Linked DNA regions of Sus scrofa: region 1 is linked to region 2. Evidence: chromatin contacts called from public Hi-C data. All regions are on one chromosome and are shown on one strand. Each heading gives the region's core, a stretch centred on a gene start, on an enhancer-like site or on the middle of the called end of the contact. The rest is flanking DNA. Distances are from core to core; before and after follow the strand shown. Region 1 holds the start of DDR1 (discoidin domain receptor tyrosine kinase 1). Region 2 overlaps LOC102164321 (a long non-coding RNA gene).

Region 1 (2,700 bases), core at 27-2,526, 38 kb after region 2:
CCAGGTCCCCCCACAACTCAGTCAACCCCCTCAGCTGCTGCTTTGGAGCTGTGGGGTCTCAGCTGCCTCTTACATTCCTGCCCTGGAGCATTATGGGAGCAGCTGGAGGACAAAAGGATGGGGGAGTATCCCCCATACTCCTCCTACCTCCTGGGGTGACCTGGCTTCCCTGTCTTTAGGCCCGCCCTCATCTCCAAGGCAACTCAGCCTTTTCCTCAGCCCTGGGCTCTTTCTTCAGAAATTGGGAACTGGGGATAGCAGGGTCTTAGGAAGGGAAGGCATAGCAGGGAGAGGGGATGGGATGCTTTGGACCTGATGACAGAAGGGGTAAGGGTGTGAAGGGTGGCCCTAGGGGTCCCCAAGGATTCCAGGGCCTGGAGGACTCAGTGAAGACCTCTGTTGGGAAGAGGACTGGTCAGGACTGCTTTTCCTGAGGCTGGGGAGGGTAGATACCTAGGTTCATAAGAACTAGTCGTTGGGAGTTCCCGTCGTGGCGCAGTGGTTAATGAATCTGACTAGGAACCATGAGGTTGCGGGTTCGATCACTGGCCTTGCTCAGTGGGTTAACGATCTGGCGTTGCGTGAGCTGTGGTGTAGGTTGCAGACGCGGCTCGGATCCCGCGTTGCTGTGGCTCTGGCGTAGGCCGGTGGCTACAGCTCCGATTAGACCCCTAGCCTGGGAACCTCCATATGCCACGGGAGTGGCCCAAAGAAATAGCAAAAAAAGAAAAAAAAAAAAAAAAAAAAAAAAAAAAACTAGTCGTTGGAATGGTTTTGCGGGGAGGTGGGGCAGGGAGGGGCGGCAAGCTGCCTGGGCACCAGTGAAGAAGAGTGAGGATTCTCAAGCTTTAATAGGCACAGATAACCTGGAGATTGTGTTAAAATGCAGATTCTGATTCAGCAGGTCCAGGGTGGGACCTGAGATTCTGCATTTCTCCCAAGTGCCCAGATGTTACTGAGGCTACTGGGTCAGGAACCAGAAGGGCTATAGAGAACATTGAGATTGGAAGGTGCTGGGTTCCCCCACTTCTCTTAGAATTAAGTTCCTAGGTGGGGAGGGGACCAGAGTTCAGCTCAGTCTTTGGCACATGGGAAACAGTCTAAAAATTATCCCAATTATCACTGCAATTATCCCAAAGCAGCCCATTCTATTTGTCTCTTGTTGGCTGTGACTCAGTTTCCCTGATTGCCCTTTAACTTACTCCCCCCCCAATACCCCTTATGTTCCCTGCAGAGATGCTGCCCCCACCCCCTTAGGCCCGAGGGAATAGGAGCTATGGGGCCAAGGGCCCTCTCATCTCTACTGCTACTGCTGCTGCTCTTGGTGGCAACGGGAGATGCTGACATGAAGGGACATTTTGACCCTGGTGAGGAGACTGGCTCTTGGGTCCCTGAGGGATGGGGCTTGGGAGACCGAGTCAGGAGCCATGACCCTCTGTATGCCTGTGTTCACCCAGCCAAGTGCCGCTATGCCTTGGGCATGCAGGACCGGACCATCCCAGATGGTGACATCTCTGCCTCCAGCTCCTGGTCAGACTCCACTGCGGCTCGCCACAGCAGGTATCTGGCATACCTGGGGCTGCCCCAGAGGGAGCACCTGGGGCCTCCACTCACCCTTCCAACTCTCTGCCCAAGCCAAGAGGCTTATGAGAGGGCCAATGCCAATAAAACCCCCACAGTACTGGGCGGGGGCAAGGGACTTTAAATACTGGAGACTGAGGCAGACCTCAGGCCAGGTGTTCCCTGTGACCTCCTGCCTCCTCCCAGGCTGGAAAGCAGTGACGGAGATGGGGCATGGTGCCCTGCAGGGCCAGTGTTTCCCAAGGAGGAGGAATACCTGCAGGTGGACTTGCGGCGGCTGCACCTGGTGGCGCTGGTGGGCACCCAGGGGAGGCACGCGGGGGGCCTGGGCAAGGAATTCTCCCCCAGCTACCGGCTGCGTTATTCCCGAGACGGCCTCCGCTGGATGGACTGGAGGGACCGCTGGGGCCAGGAGGTAAGGCTGGCAGGGGCAGCGCCCAGGGAAGGCTGGCTCTGCTCTCCCCTCCAGCTGTACTGCCTATGCACTGATGACTTGTAATGTCTCCCCTCTCCAGCCCAGGCACCCCCCTGAGCTCCAGCTAGTGTTGCAGACCTGACCACTCTCCACCTAGATGTCTAATGGGCATCTCAAACTTCCATAAACTTCTCAAGCTGAACTTGAGTCCCATTCCCACCCTAAACCTGTTCCTCCCCCAGCATTCCCCAGCAAGTGGTACTGCCGTATGTCCAGTTGCTTAGGCCAAAGCTAAGATGATATCCTTGATTCCTTTTTTTCTCTCACCTTCTACTTCCAAAGCATTATTTAGCGTAATTTAGCAAGGCCAGGCTGTTCTAGCTCCATGATGTTTCCTGAATCCAACCCCTTCTTACCACTTCTACCTCTATGGCCCTAGGCTGGGCCCCTACCAGCTTAGATCAGTGCAGCAGTCACCAAACTGTTCTCCCAGTTTCTTTCTTTCTTTCTTTTTTTTTTTTTTTTTTTTTTTTTTTTTGGCCTTTTTAGGGCCAAACCCACAGCATATGGAACTTCCCAGGCTAGGGGATGAATTGGAGCTGTAGCTGCCAGCCTACACCATAGCCACAGCAACACGAGATCCAAGCCATATCTGCGACCTACACCACAGCTCACGGCAACGCTGGATTCTTAACCCACTGAGC
Region 2 (3,108 bases), core at 27-2,526:
CACAACAGGAACTCCCGTCCTGGACTCTTTAGACTAGCTCATCTGCCAAATGATGGCCCTGAGTGACCCCAGTTGATATCAATAGGAGTAGACTTGCGAACTGACAAAGTCACTAACTTTAAGCCACTAGGTTTGAAGTAGTTATGCAGTGAGTGGTTTTAAGCCACTAGGTTTGGAGTGGTTATGCAGCGATAGGTAACAGGAACAGCTGAATCTTTACCTAGTCCACAGCCTTCGTGTCCATGATGAGCTCTGTAAGAATCCATCTCATTAACTTACTTTGCCAGTGTGGCTACAGTATTTGCCAAATCTTCATTTCATTAGAATTCTTTTAGCTGTCAGGCTTGTGGCAGGATAATTTATTATGGAATTATTTTTTGTTTTGTTCTTGTTGCTCTATGTGTATTTCCCTCACTGAGAAGGTTATGAAGTTTTTGTTCTCATTTCTGAGCTTCTGTTTTGGATATGGAGAGGGTGGGTGAGTGTTGGTGTTAGGGTCATGTATAAACATCTAGGCTGAGACAGAAGTGGGTTGTGGGTATGTGCTTAGCGGAGGTTGAGATTCTCTGGGACCTGGAAATTTGGTACCTTCTGCTCAATGAGTAGTGGAGACTCAGGCTTCTGATTTTTCCCAGGGCATACCTAGGCTGAAAGATGGCTGGACAAAGCCCAGAGAGGCCGGACATGGTTTCTCTCCACTAGGGACACAGGACATGGTACCCCAGGGGAACTCTGTGGTCAGTGATATGGACATCCATAAGGGGCAGTGCCTGATCCAGAGGACACCAGGGTTTGACAGAAACCTCTGAAAGAAGAGGGATCAATGGAAACCATGGCTGCTGCTATGGATGGAGTGTTTGTATCACCCCTAAATTCATATGTCAAAGCCCTAATCCCCAACGTGATGGTATTTGGGGGTGGAGTCTTTGGAAGGTAGTTAGGTTTAGGTGAGGTCATGAGGTGGGACCCCAGTGGTAGAATTAGTGCCCTGATAAGAAGAGGAAAAGACCAGATCCCTCCTCTGTCTCTGTCATGTGAGGATGCAGAGAGAAGCTGGCCATCTGGAAACAAGGAAGAGAACTCTTACCAGACACTGAATCTTCTAGCCCCTCGTTCTAAGACTTCTGGGCCTCCAGAACTGTGAGAAAGAAATGTTTGCTGTTTAGGCCACCTGGTCTGTGGTATTTTATTATAGCAAGCCTGAGCTGTGACAGCCACCACTGGTTACTAAGGACCTGGCCTTGCTCTCAGCTTTTCTGGCACTGAATAAACCCCTGATGTTTTATGATCTCATGAAGGGAGGAGGGAGCCCCACTAATGACTAGGGTTGAATTTCCTCACAGTCTAGCAGTTTGGAACACAGAGCAGATTCCATTTGGTTGAGGAAAACATTAGGAATGTGATATTTCATGCACATTTTATAATCAACAATGATAAATGTAACATACTTTTAAAGCCATCCAAAACATTTTGTGGCTTTCTCTTTATTGCATTGTGGGCTCCTGTGCCCATTGAATTCTTGGTATTTTCCTTGGCAGGATTTTTGTGAAATGTCTCCAAAGTCTGAATTTTTTTTTTAATATAAAGAAGGGCATGGAAACAAGGGAGGGGCTGGCTCAGAAAAATAAAACCCAACTATTTTTGATGCACGTCCTTTATTTCTCACTTACTGAATATCTTCTCTCTGTAGTCTTTGATTTTAATAAATTGTGTATGGATTTTTAAAAATTTCTAATCTTTTTTCTGCATGATCAAGCAATCCCACTCCTGGGCATGCACCTAGACAAAATTATAATTCAAAAAGATAACACACCCCTATGTTCATTACAGCACTATTCACAATACCCAAGACAAGGAAACAATCTAAGTTCCATGTATGGACAGATGAATGGATAAAGAAGATATGGTACATGTATAATGGAATACTACTCGGCCATGAAAAAGAATGAAATAATGCCATTTGCAGCAACATGGATGGACCTAGAGATGTTCATACTAAGTGAAGTACGTCAGAAAGAGAAAGACATCTGGGAGTTCCCGTCGTGGCGCAGTGGTTAACGAATCCGACTAGGAACCATGAGGTTGCGGGTTCGGTCCCTGCCCTTGCTCAGTGGGTTAACGATCCGGCGTTGCCGTGAGCTGTGGTGTAAGTTGCAGACGCGACTCGGATCCCACGTTGCTGTGGCTCTGGCGTAGGCCAGTGGCTACAGCTCCGATTCAACCCCTAGCCTGGGAACCTCCATATGCCGCAGGAGCGGCCCAAGAAATAGCAACAACAACAACAACAACAACAACAAAAAGACAAAAAAAAAAAAAAAGAAAGAGAAAGACATCACTTATATTTATAATCTAAAATATGACACACATCACAAGGCTACCGGGTGTCAGCACTATCCTTTGTCATCCTGGGGCAGTAACATTATTCATCACATTTCCACCAGAAGAACCCCTTTGAAGTAAGATTCCAGGGTATAAACAGTTTTTCTCCTTTTTTATGTAATGCAGATAATTATATAGTAGCAGAGGGTGGGTGGCCTTCAATTCTGCTCAGAAGGACATAGATCAGATCTGGCCCCTTTTCCCATAAACGTTCTCATAAAATTAAATAAGGTAGTTAAGCCCCCCTCCAGGACCTGGAGGTAATGATTGCTTTGCTCTTGAACAAGCTAAAACAAAATTGGAAATGTGGTTGATTATTGCATCATTGTACCACCCTGGCTGCTGGGTAGCAAGAAGCCAGCAGTCAACTAAAGCCATGGTGAGAATCAGCTGAAGAAAATCTGCGAGGCGAGAAAGGAGGCCCTAGCGAGAAAGGAACTATCTCAGGCTGTGACCACTGCTGAGAAGTATTGCTGTGTGTGAGAGACGGGAAGTGCCAGTGATACATGAATCCTCAGCACAATGAGAATCTGTGGTGGGGTGGGTAGCCTTTGCAGCTCAGTTAAAGACAGTCTAGAGAAGCAGTTTGTCCCAGCACAAAATGACAGTGGGAAAGTAAAATGTTCTCTCCAGTTCAGAGAATTTAAGCGATGTATATTTGAACTTGTAGCAGGGATCTGTATTGCACAATAGTCACTCACTGATTTGTTCTGTAGAATCCATTCGCTG

Evidence for each region. A called contact is a pair of places that touch in the nucleus more often than the background predicts.
Region 1: a Hi-C map of embryonic fibroblasts shows a contact between it and region 2, with 3 times the contacts expected there. The contact joins the promoter of DDR1 here to the enhancer-like site in region 2. A contact is called at or near these places in 3 of 5 promoter capture datasets (fetal skeletal muscle, liver and skeletal muscle), 25 of 47 Hi-C or Micro-C datasets (adipose tissue, alveolar macrophages, blood and 15 more) and 2 of 2 datasets of contacts at active chromatin or transcription factors (alveolar macrophages and skeletal muscle).

What each region holds. Positions count from the first base shown.
Region 1 is chr7:23,379,196-23,381,895 of Sscrofa11.1, forward strand. It overlaps DDR1 (discoidin domain receptor tyrosine kinase 1), which reads left to right and starts at 1,277. Exons shown (of 17, transcript NM_001123105.1): 1 at 1,277-1,367; 2 at 1,458-1,560; 3 at 1,768-1,996. The coding sequence starts at 1,277.
Region 2 is chr7:23,341,550-23,344,657 of Sscrofa11.1, forward strand. The region is part of intron 1 of LOC102164321 (a long non-coding RNA gene); the gene reads left to right. Among named protein-coding and RNA genes, the nearest start is that of DDR1, 37 kb to the right of the region's middle. Within about 2 kb of position 1,277, at least 19 of the 83 cell types and tissues checked have an H3K27ac peak or open chromatin away from gene starts, as enhancers often do. A contact at or near this core is called in adipose tissue, embryonic fibroblasts, omental adipose tissue and 3 more, where this site is marked.